Regions from separate parts of the Zea mays genome. Here region 1 is linked to region 2. Evidence: chromatin contacts called from public Hi-C data. All regions are on one chromosome and are shown on one strand. Each heading gives the region's core, a stretch centred on a gene start, on an enhancer-like site or on the middle of the called end of the contact. The rest is flanking DNA. Distances are from core to core; before and after follow the strand shown.

What was found. A called contact is a pair of places that touch in the nucleus more often than the background predicts.
Region 1: a contact with region 2 is called in a Hi-C map of tassel, with 2.6 times the contacts expected there. The contact joins the promoter of LOC100191512 here to the promoter of LOC100285054 in region 2. A contact is called at or near these places in 3 of 25 Hi-C or Micro-C datasets (ear, leaf and tassel).

The regions. Positions count from the first base shown.
Region 1 is chr1:207,449,475-207,456,766 of Zm-B73-REFERENCE-NAM-5.0, forward strand. It overlaps LOC100191512 (acyltransferase), which reads left to right and starts at 5,953. Exons shown (of 2, transcript NM_001136944.1): 1 at 5,953-6,756; 2 at 7,206-7,292. The coding sequence starts at 6,307.
Region 2 is chr1:207,085,886-207,093,561 of Zm-B73-REFERENCE-NAM-5.0, forward strand. It overlaps LOC100285054 (BET1), which reads left to right and starts at 4,929. Exons shown (of 5, transcript NM_001157949.2): 1 at 4,929-5,089; 2 at 6,620-6,767. The coding sequence starts at 5,076. LOC109943494 (LOB domain-containing protein 29) reads left to right here and starts at 1,782. Exons shown (of 2, transcript XM_020546663.2): 1 at 1,782-2,123; 2 at 2,516-3,285. The coding sequence starts at 1,845. The coding sequence ends at 2,884.

The DNA of each region.
Region 1 (7,292 bases), core at 4,703-7,202, 360 kb after region 2:
ACCGCACCAAGGGGGCGCACCCTTTCGACTTCGACGCGTCCAGCATGGAGGCCCAGGCCCATACATCATGTAACCGGCGCGCCGGTTGCTACGTGCAAGAAACTGCACCGCCACTCGCGCCACTACCGTGCTTCCTCAACTGCGGAACCAGTACCGCGACTCGAGGCAACCCTGCGCATGACCCAACAGTGCCAACCAGGCACATCGGTCACGGGCCAGTCGGCCGTGGGAGAAGGCGCGACGGTCGATACGGTCAGAAATGGGCCGGCAGTAATGGCAGTGGCAGGCGGGCGGAAGCAGCGGTCAAGTCGTCAACCAAGCTCACGTCCCCTCCTGGGACAGCGAGAGAACCCTCTCCCACGGCGTGAAGACGACGCGCCCGTGTTCCGTTCCTCGAACGGCTCGCGCACGCGCAACGGCTGCCCCGCGAACCACTCGTCCCGTCACATTAACTCTGCGGCAGGACAGGCGACACCTTTGGCAGGAGAAGCAGGCGACGCTTCATTTCCGCCATAATGACCGCGTCAAAAAAGGTGCGCCACGTCATTCGATTTCGTATCATTTTCCTCTTCCTCTTTCTCTCTCTTACAACAGGGACCGGGAAAGAGGATACCCCGAAAGGGATCCTTCTCCACGAAGGAAACGGGCCCCGAGCCCCCCTATCGATCAGAGGTTCGAAGGCTGGCCCCTCGGAAGGGTTCAACAGCCGCCTCAGAGCACTCGGGCTCCGCGCCCACTACTGGTCAGAAGTTCGAAGGTCGGCCCCTCGAAAGGGTTCAACGGCCGCCTCGGGCCACTCGGGCTCCGCGCCCATTACTGATCAGGGGTTCGTAGGCTGGCCCCCGAAGGGTTCGACAGCCGCCTCAGACGCAGAGCGAGGGATGACCCTGGGTACGTTCGATACATAACCAAGGCTCGGGCTACGCTCCCGAGGTACCCTAGGACATTTCCGAGACCAACGGGAACTATTTTGTAACGGAATCCCATCAGAGGGAGGCATCGAGCCCTCGGACCCCGTCAAAAGGGGACCGGGTCCGGCAAATCACCCGCAGGTACTTTTGGAGCGCGCCTCCGGGCCACTAGCCGACCCCTAACAAATGGGGCACGGACGTCCACTCGGATTACCCGTTAGCAGCTCACTGGAGACACCATGTTTGGCGCCCTCCAAGGGCAACATGGCGCTTCCCCCCCCTCCTTGCGGAAAGGCGACGCAGGGGCGTATGTAAAAAAGTCGAGTCTATCCTTGACCGTCCTCTCGCTCTGTGCGGAGGCTCGGGGGCTGCTCTCGCAAACCCGGCTCCGGCCAAACCGTTGACAGCGTCAACATACCAGCCCGAGAACTTGGGACTCGACTGTGCACCCGGGCTACGGCCAGTTCGCATGAGGGAACAACCAGACCGGCCGAAGCATCGCGAAACACATTAAGACCTCGAAGGAGTCAAACCACTCCTCTGAGGCCTCGGGGGCTACACCCGGCGGGTGCGCTCGCGCGCACCCATCGGAACGAAACGCAACCGAGAAAGGCCGGTCCCCTTGCAAAAAAGTGCGACAAAAGCCTCCAAGCGAGTATTAACACTCCCTTTGAGGCTCGGGGGCTACTGTCGGGGACCATAATTAGGGGTACCCCCAAGACTCCTAATCTCAGCTGGTAACCCCCATCAGCACAAAGCTGCAAAGGCCTGATGGGTGCGATTAAGTCAAGGCTCGGTCCACTCAAGGGACACGATCTCGCCTCGCCCGAGCCCAGCCTCGGGCAAGGGCAGCCGACCCCGGAGGATTCATGTCTCGCCCGAGGGCCCCCTCAAGCAACGGACACACCTTCGGCTCGCCCGAGGCCCAGTCTTTGCCGAGAAGCAACCTTGACTAGATCGCCGCGCCAACCGACCGTATCGCAGGAGCATTTAATGCAAAGGTGGCCTGACACCTTATCCTGACGCATGCCCTTCAGTCGACTGAGCCGAAGTGACCACAGTCACTTCGCCGCTCCACTGACCAGCCTGACAAGAAGACAGTGTCGCCCGCGTCGCTCCGACTGCTGTGCCACTCGATAGAGTGAGGCTGACAGCGGCCAAGTCCGGCCTCGGGCGCCATAGGAAGCTCCGCCTCGCCTGACCCTAGGGCTCGGACTCGGGCTCGGCCCCGGAAGACGACGAACTCCGCCTCGCCCGACCCTAGGGCTCGGACTCGGGCTCGGCCCCGGAAGACGACGAACTCCGCCTCGCCCGACCCCAGTGCTCGGACTCGGCCTCGGCCCCGGAAGACGATGAACTCCGCCTCGCCCGACCCCAGCGCTCAGACTCGACCTCGGCCCCGGAAGACGACGAACTCCGCCTCGCCCGACCCCAGGGCTCAGACTCGGCCTCGGCCCCGGAAGACGACGAACTCCGCCTCGCCCGACCCAGGGCTCGGACTCGGCCTCGGCCCCGGAAGACAGACTCGACCTCAACCTCGGAGGAGCCTCCGCCTCGCCCGACCCAGGGCTCGGACCGACCACGTCACAAGGGGGGCTATCATTACCCTACCCCTAGCTAGCTCAGGCTACGGGGAACAAGACCGGCGTCCCATCTAGCTCGCCCCGGTAAACAAGTAATGATGGCGCCCCGCGTGCTCCGTGACGACGGCGGCTCTCAGCCCCTTACGGAAGCAAGGAGACGTCAGCAAGGACTCGACAGCCCCGACAGCTGTCCTTCCGCAAGGCTCCAGCGCTCCTCCGATGGCCACGACATCACATGAACAGGGTGCCAAAACCTCTCCGGCTGCCACGACGGCATGTACTTAGGGCACTATCTCCTCTCTGCTAGACACGTTAGCACCTTGCTACATCTCCTATTGTACACCTGGGCCCTCTCCTTACTCCTATAAAAGGAAGGTCTAGGGCACTCGTACGAGAAGGTTGGCCGCGCGGGGCATAAGCCTCTCGCTCTCTCCCACGCGGACGCTTGTAACCCCCTACTGCAAGCGCACCCGACCTGGGCGCGGGACAAACACGAAGGCCGCGGGTTTCCCCTTTACGCCTGTCTCCCTCCGGTTCCCCCCTTCGCGCTCCGTCTCGTGCCGACCCATCTGGGCTGGGGCACGCGGCGACAATTTACTCGTCGGTCCAGGGACCCCCCGGGTCGAAACACCGACAGCAATATATGTGGTATATGTGGTTCATTTCTTATATTGTTTTGTGGCAGCGAGGTTATGCTACCGAAACTTTTTTGGGTCCTACTAGTTTGATGTGGGTTTAGAACCTATCATTGCCTATACATGTAGGACCGATACCCTTGACGAAGTTAAATAATGTTTTCACGACATGGTTCGGTTTAACAGTCTCAGGCATGACTGAAGATCGTACATAGATGTACAATGGTTGGAGTAGGAATGGACGTCATTCTGATGATTGAGTAGCCAAGACCAAAGGTTTTGTGGACCACGTATTCTCCTTGTCATTAACCAGCACTGTCAGATGCCCTTGTAGGCGGCACAAAAATAGTATATTTCTTAATAAGGAAAGAGTTAGCCTAGATCTTTGTCAGTTTGGATTTATGCCCGAAATTTGAGGTGTGGGAACATCAATGGTGAGGTAGTACGCAACCGGAATGTAGAAGATGAGGAGAACAATAATTGGGCTGGCGATGATGCGATGCATGAGATGCTAGATTCGCTACGTCCAGAATTAAACCTAAGCTCCGAGGATCCTGTCACACGAGAGGTTTCCAGATTTTTTAAACTACTAAAAGACTCTAAAGAGCCATTGCATGAACACATATGTGAGTATACTCGCTTTTGTGACTCGGCTCATGGCCATTAAGTCCAAGTATTTTTTTTTCTCGAACAATTGTTACAATGAGATTATGTTGATGGTTTGAGTTATTCGCTTTTAGAGGGAGTCATTATGTTGTAATGGACTATTTGTGAACTGTGATGTTGTATTTGTGAACTCTGATGTGGTGAACCGTTTGTGGACTATTTGTGAACTGTAATGGACCCCGATATGTAAACTATTCGTTTCTGTCATTGTATTGTGATTATACTGTTGATGAAATTGTTGTTGTTTTTTGCATTTTTCAAAAAAAATCTCTGAAAATGTTAATTTTCGGCGGCCAACTGAGGTCGCCGAAAATAAGCGGCTGCTGTTTTCGGTGGTTACTGTTTTCGGCGCCGCAGCCTAGCCGTCGAAAATAACCCCTTATTTTCGGCGGCTAGCCTGTCGACCGCCGAAAATAAGCTATTTTCGGCGGCTGGTCGCTGGCCGCCGAAAATAAACGCTTATTTTCGGTTGATTTTTTCTGGCGGTCAGAAACCACCGAAAATAGCTTATTTTCGGCGGCAAAGATATTATTTTTGGCGGCTTCTGGCCATCGAAAATGACTGTGTCTTCTGTAGTGGATGGGGACCTCAATAATGTTAAAATCGATCGCGCCGACCTTGTTAGCATGGATCTTGATGTCGAGATTCTGTCATGTTAGCGCTCACGCCGGATAGGTCGTGATACCTTGTGTTATGTTCTGTAGTGTCGAGACGTGTAACCTCGCTTTTATCGTTTACAGTATCGATCGACTCCATGATCTAGTCGAAATTAGTTTCTTCAGAACTCCTAGAGCTTTTTTTTAAAGAAAAGGCTATAATGGAAAAATACGGGTGGTGGTCCCTTTCGGGAGGAAGAATTACCAGAGTACCAAACCAGCTGTGTCCTGTGAGCTGGTTTGGTATGTGAGGTGTGGCATGAAAAAAATACGGGCCGGCCGGGGCGGCCGGCTGATTCGAATCGAAGAAAAAAAGAGCGGCAGTGCAGAGCAGACTCGTGTGTCGATTAGGGATGAAAACGGGACGGGTACCCGGAACGGGTATCGGATACGGGTACCAAAACGGGACGTAATTTCGGATACGGATACAGGTATTTTGTTTGTCGGGACGGATACGGGTATTACCCGGATATTGAACCTCGGATACGGGTAGGATACGGAATCACTAATACCCGGTCAGTACCCGAAAATCCCGGGTCGGATACGGGTACCCGGAATTCGGGTACCCGTTTTTTCTTTTTCTGCATAATATAGTTATAAAATCATAACTTTTACATATGAAATCGGATGAAGATAAAGTTTATATGAAAATTGTAGAGCTTGAAGAGATCTATGACTTTGTAATACATCATGTTTTTGTTTAAACAATATTTTAATGATTTAATTGTATTTTGATGATTTTCTATGACAAGAAATTAATAATACATAAATAGCCTCAAAAAATTGTGAAATTTTACGGAGATACAACGTATGTCCATATGTAACCATAAAAAATGTTTGGATCATAAGATCTATAAGATGCCCACATTTCTTTCCTTTCACTTATTTGTATGAGTTACATGTGAAATTAGTGTAAGTATCCAAGTTTCAATATAATCAGTACTTCACTTTATCATTTTCATACGAGGACTTGAGTTATCTTCATATAAAATGTTTATTAGTTTTTGTAACTTATTTGCAAATTTTTAGAACTAGAATATTTTATGAATTTTAAATATTGCGGTGTTGGTTCTACAATGTTCTTGTGATAAGCAACTTTGAACTGCATGATGTCAATTTTACCGGTTTCCTTTCTTACATCTGATGTATCATATACATGATTATGTATTGCTTAACTTATGGATGGTTGGACAATTAATATCATCGGATGAACTACCCGACAATTATCCGGTACCTACCCGAGTAGTATCCGTTATCCGTTTCTTACCCGTCCGGATTATTACCCGGTCCCGTCCTGTATCCGTCCCGAATCTTAACTACCCGTATTCGGTCCCGTATCCGAGAGAAATATATTAGGGTAGGATACGGGATGACCCTATATCCGGCTGTATCCGTCCCGTTTTCATCCTAGTGTCGATCGCGTCGCGTGGTAACCATGAAGGCCGCGCGGCAGGCCATAAATGTGCACCTCCTCCGATCCGGGTCCTCCCAACCGAACCATCTACCACCTCCATCGCTTTTCTCCACCTCCAAGGCTCCAATTCAATTCCATCGCGCTGTCGTCTTCGTTGCCCGGTCGCCATTTTTTCCTCCTGATTTCTTCTTTTTCTTCCCTCACTATATGGTCAGGCCTCTGCCTGTCCCTCTCGTGTCGTGCCGTTGTGCGGTGCTCGATCCTGCCCGTCGCCTCTCCGGCCACCGCTGAGAAGATCCACCATTAAATGCCTGATCCACCCACCTCCTCCTCCTGGCTTCCCTATATCACTCACCCATCCACCTCGCTTCGACCTCACCTCACAGACTCCTCACACTTAGTACTGTTAGCCAGGAACAAGCCCCAGCAGCAGCAGCAGCAATGGCCGTGGAGAACGGCAGCGCCGACGAGGCGGCGGCGGTGACCGTGACCGTGACCGGCGCCCGCACCGTGGCGCCGGCCAAGAACCGCTGCACGCTCGCCACCTTCGACCTCCCCTACATCACCTTCTACTACAACCAGAAGCTGCTCCTGTACCGCGCCGCCCCCGACTTCCCGGACGCCGTGGCGCGCATGACGGCCGCGCTCGCCGACGCGCTCCGCGTCTTCTACCCGCTCGCCGGCCGCATCCGCCAGGACGACGGCGGCGCGCTGGCAGTCGAGGGCGACGAGGGCGCCGAGGTCTTCGAGGCCGAGGCCCAGGGCGTCGCCGTCGACGACCTCGCCGGAGGGGACTGCAGCGACGAGGCGGAGAAGGTCTTGCAGCACCTCGTGCCCTACACCGGCGTCATGAACCTCGAGGGCCTCCGCCGCCCGCTTCTCGCCGTCCAAGTGAGTGCCGTTGTATTGTAGTATTTCCGAGATCTTTCGGTCGCGCTATGGATCACAGCATGCAAACAGGATAAACTTGACACGCCATTCCCATTAATTATCAGTTGCGTGACGCCTTGTTCAAAATCGAAACGTACAAATCCCTTACATTCTTCATGATGTCATGTTAACACAGCAAACAGGATAAACTTTAAAAACATAGTATTTTTTTTAAAAAAAACAAATTTACGATTTTAGACAATGCATACATCATCTTGCTCCGATCCACATTAATCTCCACAGTAAATGAGTCTTGAATGTCAACCTACCCACTGTATACTGGCAGATGGAAGTAATGCATTGCTGGTACCAAGTACCCCAACAGCGGCTGCCTGTACAGTGCACATAAACCATTGGCCAGGCAACATAAGTCATCTTGTTTTTACAGCGATGCGTTTGCATGCATGCAGTTCACAAAGCTCAAGGACGGTCTGGCGGTGGGGTGCGCCTTCAACCACGCGGTGCTGGACGGCACCTCCACGTGGCACTTCATGTCC
Region 2 (7,676 bases), core at 3,679-6,178:
GTTTCTTCATGCATTATTTCCCCCCTACTGGTGGTCTGCGACTTTGCTTGCCCATAGGCAACTAGGGCTGTGATGGTGCGTTACCATATCAAGATCCAAGACCGCAGATAAGATTAGTGAGCCTTCATATTTTAGCTTGCTGTGACAATCTACTGGAGTAACAAGTTACTGTTTCCATGATATGTTGCAATTATTTGTTTGGTTCAATTTGCATGTTGTTCTTAACTTTTGGATCCTGCAGGTCTGGCACATACTGACGTACAGGATAATGAATATAAAACTTATAAACAAACAGGTAGCAGAAAGCTTTACCTTATCAAACCAAAAAGAAAATTATGCTTATGCTTATGGACCCTGCAGGCCAATCCACAAACAAGTAGGTGCCTGATCAACCATCAACAAAAGATGCTGGTTTATGAGCTGTGCATTGAGCTTTTAAATGATGCAGAAAGCAGTGAAATGGCAAGGCCATAAATCCAAATTTGAGAAAAAAATTGTTTAGATTTATAGGTGATGCTATAGCCTAGTCAAGAAAAATGGAAATACATAGGTGACTAAAATAATCAGTAAAGTAAAAAACAACAAAAGGACCAGCTTTCTCATCAGAATTTAATCAATAGGAACCAGCTAAGAGAAAGGTTTAGATTAGGAAAAGGCATCATTAAATATGCTCTGTTTGGTCTACAGCACAATTTAGTTGGGAAGAGGAGAATGATAGTAAAGGCAAAATACATGCCACTGGTGTGGCAGGTAGTGACAACTGATCATTTCATTTCCTTTATATACTTTCATTAGTCTGTAAAGTGGCACAATTGGTGTGGTCAAGCTTTATCATTATTTCTGCAAATTGCCAAGCAGAAGCACCACAATTTACATAATGAGTAATGTGGCCTCCATGAGATTCTAACTAAATAAACTAACTGCTGTTACTACTATGATAGAACAACAACAATAATGAAGCATTTTAGTCTCAAGCAAGTTAGGGTAGGCTAGAGTTAAAACACAATAAAACCTATAAGTCAAGGTTCAGACACATGGATGGCTGTTTTCCATGCACTCCTATTTAAGGCTAAATCCTTTGATATATTTCAACCTTTCAAAAAATAGCGACATTGAGTAAAGCTAATATTTGTGAATTGTGATGGTCTAGGCAGCCTAGTAGGGTAGAATAAATATCATGAGAGGTCCACCCGTTTAGCCATATAGGTGGTACACAAACTTTATGCGAAGTGATTATCTAATTCTAATCTAATCATAAGTGATGCATCTCGGGGACAAAATGCCAAGCTTCTAAGCATGTACTTAGAGATGACAACAACATATGAAAAAAAATGTTCAGCAGATTTTGATATTTCTGTCCTTACTGAACTAGCAGAAGGAAGTAAGATTAAGACATAACTTGGATATGAGTAAAGTTTATCAGAAAATGGGTGTTCAGGGAGATGTCTCAGCCTCTCTCTTATTTTTTCCATCCTCTTGATGAAATGGCAACTACCACTCCTGCATAGTCCCTAGTCCGGGAGATGAATGTAAAGTTTATCAACTAATAAACAATCAACAAGAAAATTATAAGTAATTTGGAGTGTTACATCGTTTGTCATTTAACCACTCTGGAAGGAATCTGAAGCAGAATTCAGAGTGGAACAACCATGATTAAAATAATTGAACTTGTAGTCCACTAGGGAGACCAAGATAAATTAATTATTCAATATACTGAGTTACTCACAGCATAAGCTAGTCTCTATAAATAGCAGAGAATGATGACCCCATGATTCATAGCATTCACATCAAAGAGTAAGAATAAGAGTATAAGACTAACAACAGCACCAAGAAGAAGACCCAAGATGACAGGCCTTGGCTCACCATGTGGTGCGTGCAAGTTCCTACGCAGGAAGTGTGTGAAGGGGTGTGTCTTCGCTCCATATTTCTGTCATGAGCACGGGGCTGCGCACTTTGCTGCTATCCATAAGGTCTTTGGGGCTAGCAATGCCTCAAAGCTCCTAATGCATCTGCCAATAAGTGACCGTTGCGAGGCTGCAGTCACTATGTCATATGAGGCGCAAGCCAGGCTTCAAGATCCAATATATGGCTGTGTTGCTCACATCTTTTCTCTGCAACAACAGGTAACAAGATTCTACATTAGCACTCATTTCCAAAAATAAAGTTATGCATAAATGATGTGTTTGGTTCACATTCAATATAGAAAGGGTAAATGTCACTCGAGCAGTCAATCTGTAGACTCATAGGAAATAACACTTACAACAAACTTAACTATAACATGAAAAAGTTTTGGAGTATCATATAATTTCATAAATGCAGCTAAGAGCTATCCACTAAGTGTGATGATATAATAAACATATCTTCCTATCTTATTATGAGACCGCTACTTCGTTATTTTTTAACAATGCATAAATTTATAGTATTCTAGATTATTTAAAAAGGTCTCTCAATCATAATAATTCACACTGCAAAGAAATCAACATTTACAAAGTGTACTATTTGTGAAATTTCATAGGTGGTCAGGCTGCAAGCAGAACTAGAGTCTTTCAAAGCTCTAGCAATACAAGGATGTGGAGATGGGTCCTTGACATCAAACCCTCAGAAAGAAAACTGTGAAAGATTAGCACCTTATATTCAAGACGGGCAGCTCTTTTACCAACCAACAATGGCAAACAATTCTTCAGTAAAGAGTGAGAGGCAGTTATACTTTGCAAACGATTGCTTCACATCAACGTCAACTCAACATTCTGAAGGTTATGAGCCAGATATATGCATGCCTGACTACTACAACAACAGCAATCCTTCTTGGACCACGCAAGGGAGTGGGTATCATGATATTGATGAGCTTCAATCAGTAGCCTTTGCATATCTGGACAATGCTTGACAAAACGAGGAATTTGATAGTTATTGTACAAGTTTGAATAGTTTTGGTAACAATACCTTACAGATGTCAATCAAGTTTTCTAGCATGGGCATTGAGTTACTGAAGAAGCTGTGTGTTGATGTACTCATAACTAAAACTTCAAACTGCACTTTTGTAGTTTAGAAATCCTAGTTTCTTCATGATGATTCCTGCAGAAGAATTAAATTGGAATTGTTCAATAAGAAACACATCATTTGGTGCAGATAAATAGAAGATTGAAACGAAATAGACCGTAACGGTATTGCATTTCAGTCTGTTATGTGGAGACCAAAAGGTTCTTGAGTGTATAATTGTAATTTTAGTGCTTGTACTGAACATCTGTTTAACTCTGTAAGCAAGTATATTTAGCCATTGCTTATCTCTCTCGTTTTTCCCAAAAAGATAACAATGGTGGTAATAAAGTATGGACTCAAAAAATCAAGAACATTATGTGAACCTGAAGAAAGGGGAACTAAAAGCAGACTCAAGTTTTTCTTTTCTGACGAAAGTCTCTTCATATGTAAACTATAAAACCCTGTAAACTAGTAGTAATAGGATCAGTGAAATTCGTGTTTATATTAAATGTCAACTTCACTTCTCGTTCAGTCTTACCTACAGCAATAACCCATAATGTATTATTTAGTCTGGTCTTTTTGTGGGTTATTTTTAGTATTTAGGGCCTCTTTGAATGCACTAGAGTTAATAATTAACTGCTAAAATTAGTTAAAGAAATCTAAACATTCTAGTTAATGGTTCAGATATTAGCTACTTTTTTAAAAAAAAAAACTCGTCCAGTAGGGGAAAGATATTAGTTACTTTTAACAAATTAGCTAATAGTTGACTAGCTATTTGTTAGCCAGCTAATTCCACTAACAAATTTTTAGCCAACTAAGTATTAGCTCTAGTGCATTCAAACAATCCATTAAACACTCTATCAGAGCAAGCCGTATATCACCCAGGATAAGCTGTTTTGATTGTTTCTTATTGAAAAGTCACCCAACTAAGTTACAGATTTTGAGGGAGGGAGTCTCGTTTCACAGCAGGTCATATGCTGAACAGCGCATAAGCAGCTTCTCCATGCTAAGCAGGGTCGACCACAATAAGACGCAGGCAATGATAGACATCTAGTTGTCAGACACTGAAGTTCATACCCTGTTTGGCACACCTATTTCATAGCTTCTTTATAAATTTAAACAGAAGTTATACCAAATAAAAACACTTCTGATGAACTAAGGGCAAATAATAAGCAAGCTGCTTTTCACGAGCTTCTCAGCTGCTTTTCCAACAAACTGCAAACAGCAGTTGTACCAAACAGGACATGTCAATGTGCCATACTATATACGTGTCTGATGAAGTATATTGTCGAGCATGTGTTGGGCGTAGCCGATGTCAAACTAGCACCAACACAGCATCATTGGACAGCAATGCCACCGTAAGAGTGAAGCTACCTCCAGCAGCTCTTCTATCATATTTCCTATCTCACCTCTTATTTCAAAATGCTATCTACAGTATTTTGCGAGAAATTTGCTGTTTTGCCACTCTCAAATTTGACTGTCTGTTATTATGCCATCCCGTGTCTATGACTGGTAGGACCGTCTGTGTCTATGATTTGTGGGTCCGATAGCATACTGACGAAGCCCACAAATGATAATGGCAAAATTGCCAATGGCTCGTATTTTGCACCTGCTGCTAGACAGCCTGAGGTCGCGCGTTACCTGGTGGAGCGGAAATCTCGTTAGGGCATCGGGGCTGGAGACTGCGTTGCTTGGACGCGAGAGGGCTCCCCCTACCCGCCACCCGGCGGCGTCCATCGCCGGAAGCCAAGGCGGGCGATTCGCCGCGCAGAAATGGAACTTCTTCTGATCTTCTCCAATTGATTGAAATGGGCCGTAACCGACAGGCGATGGGCCCATCTGTAGCAGTAGTGTGCATGCCACGGTTGCCACCCAACCCGAAAACCGGAAGGCAGGTGTCGCAGGTCCGCCCGCCCGCCCAATATCGGTTACGATTTGGGCCCACTGACTCCAACCCCATTTGCGTGGTCTTGCTCCAGAAGGACGGAGGAGGCGCATCAAGCTTTCATCAGATCTCGCCGCCCACCCACACCGGCAGGCAGGCTCCGTCGGCTTCTCCGCACCCGTGAGAACTCTTCGGCCAGTGAAGGTCGCGTCCGATGAACTCGAGAAGGTCAGGATCCTTAATAGCTCAACCCTAGCGAGCAATCCCCAGGACATATCTATCTATCTCGACTGTTATTAGTGGGTAGAACGAACTATTCCGCCTTTTTTTTACAGGTTCATGTCATAACGTGAGCTTGCGTGTTTAGGAATGTGGCGTTTTTTTACGCGAAGTAATGTGGTATTGCCGTATTGGTGCCGAACAATTTTCCCCATGCAAATCTGTGTAGTTTATACCGTTCGTTGCACCATACGGTGGATCCTGTTACCCAGCTTCCAATACCTGACCTGCTGAGTACTATCTGCTGCGCCCCCGCTTGTCCCTTTGTGCCTGGTGAAGTAAATCCCATTGTTCTTGTGACGCCTCAGCTAATTTCCCGGTACCAGTGGTTGGTTTCCCGGAATTACGAATTCAATGCCATTTACCCCTCTTGAAGCCCCACTTTAGCAGTCAGTTCTGTCAAACCATGACCATGAGGAGTTTTTTTTTTGGCAGTTTTGAATTCTGATGGATAGTCCTCATTTTAGTTTTACCCTAGGCCTGGGTTGTTTCTTCGGTTCCATTAATCGACCGCCATCATGTATTGATTTTGATTCTTCGGTTCCTTGCATGTATTGATTACTTTTGAATTCTGTGCTGCCTGAGCCACTTATGAAATATGCACATCCACGAAAAATATTGACCATCATGTATGATCCCTTCTCCAGGGCAGCCAGACAAGTTTTAGTCGTATGTCATTTTCATTGAACTAATTCAAAGCTAAATGCTGTATTTTTGTTTTCTGGTCCTAGATCGCAGTTGTGTAGGATATAATAATCTTCTGTTTCATCCCCTTACTAAGTTAAGCTTGTCTATTCCTGTTCTTTTGTTTTACATGCAAATACATTGTTACATTCAGTTGTGGCAATGTTTGTAAATGTTGTTTTCATTAGTTTGTCATGATTTCCCAACACTAGTCATTTTGCAAGCCAATGGCGATACTATCTAATTGCACAGGCTTACTAATTAAGACTGTCACTGTGCCAGGTCTTGGTCTACTGGTAGTTTAACTTACCTACTGCAATTGCTCTGCATTCGTTCTGTGTAATTGGTGAATTGCAGTCTAATCGTAATTCAAGAAAATTAACAGAGCAGCAACTAGCAAGTGCTTGCATACAGCCTTCCAGTTTCCTCATTAGATTGTACCTCATCCTTAATTTTCCAATTTACCACTCTTTCCTGTCAATTTCATATCGGCTTTGTGATAATGACTTTGTATAAAGTTACCTTTTCTCCATTAATGATCTAAGCAAAAGGTGTGGTTACTTGCCATCTATGTTAAATTTGACAAGATACATAAGATATGAGACTAGACATCTACAAAGTGCCCTATTTTATACAGAACTGAGAAAAGAATAGGCGGATGCCATGAAAAATGGCTACTTTGTCCTATATTCCTTCTGCAGTCATTGGAAGTACAGACAACCAGTAGATAATTGCACTGCTTTGGTTGTTAGCAAAATGGTAATGATGTCATTTATCCATTTTTATTATTTGCAGGGACTTCCGTAGCCATAGAGCTGCTTTATTTGATGGCATTGAAGAAGGTGGGGTGAGAGCTCCAGCTTATTCTTCTCGTGAAATTCATGAGCATGAGAATGATCAAGCTCTGGACAGTTTGCATGATAGGGTCAGCGTTCTCAAAAGAGTATGTATGCTGCACTTTCATATCTTTGCGGACCATTTTAACATTTTGTTGCCTTCAATTGACCTGGCAGAAACTTAATATCCTACTAGAAACAGGAAAGCAAAGGGCCACAGTGTTGAGTATGATAATAATTGGAAACTTTTGAAACAGCTTTATTTAATGTTGATAATAAATACCTTGATGCTACATCCTCCAAACGTAAAGATGAGATTAATTGTCAATTTGATAGACATGTTGAACAGAATTAGCTAGTTTTTGTACAAAGATCTACTATAAAGCAATAGTTTGGCAATTGGAATTTTCATATAATCCATATAGCTATACTAGTACTGGTACAGGTTTCTAGATCAACCGGCTGGTATGACATGGTTACATATACCATTTGTGGTGTTTCTGCCATAAAGATCGACTTGAATTATTTTCCAGCTGGGATTTCATGCATAAATCAGTAAATTGAATAATTAAAAAAATGTCATCTCCCCATCTGAGTGTTATAGTGTTTATGTAGCACATGAAATTGCATCAGTAAAATGCAATGTTTCCATCTGGGATTTATGCATACAGTGATACAGACCATAAAATTTAAGTTTTGTATGTTCTACACTGTTTCTCACACTAGTAGTGTGTCCGTGCTAATGCTATGGTAAAATACAAAACAAGATAAATTTCGTAAAGAAAATAAACAATTAGATTCATTAAGGTTCACATCTTATCTCTACCCCCTCTATAAGGGTGCGTTTGGTTTCAATGACAGGATGGGATGGGACGGGACGATCCCTCAAATAAGGTTGTTTGGTTCAGGGTCAGGGGTTGGGACAGGACTATCCCAGTGTTATCCCCAGTTATCCCTCAAAAGTGGAGGGACAAGAGAGAACGTCAGGGGACGTCCCTGTCCTGGCTGTCCCGCAA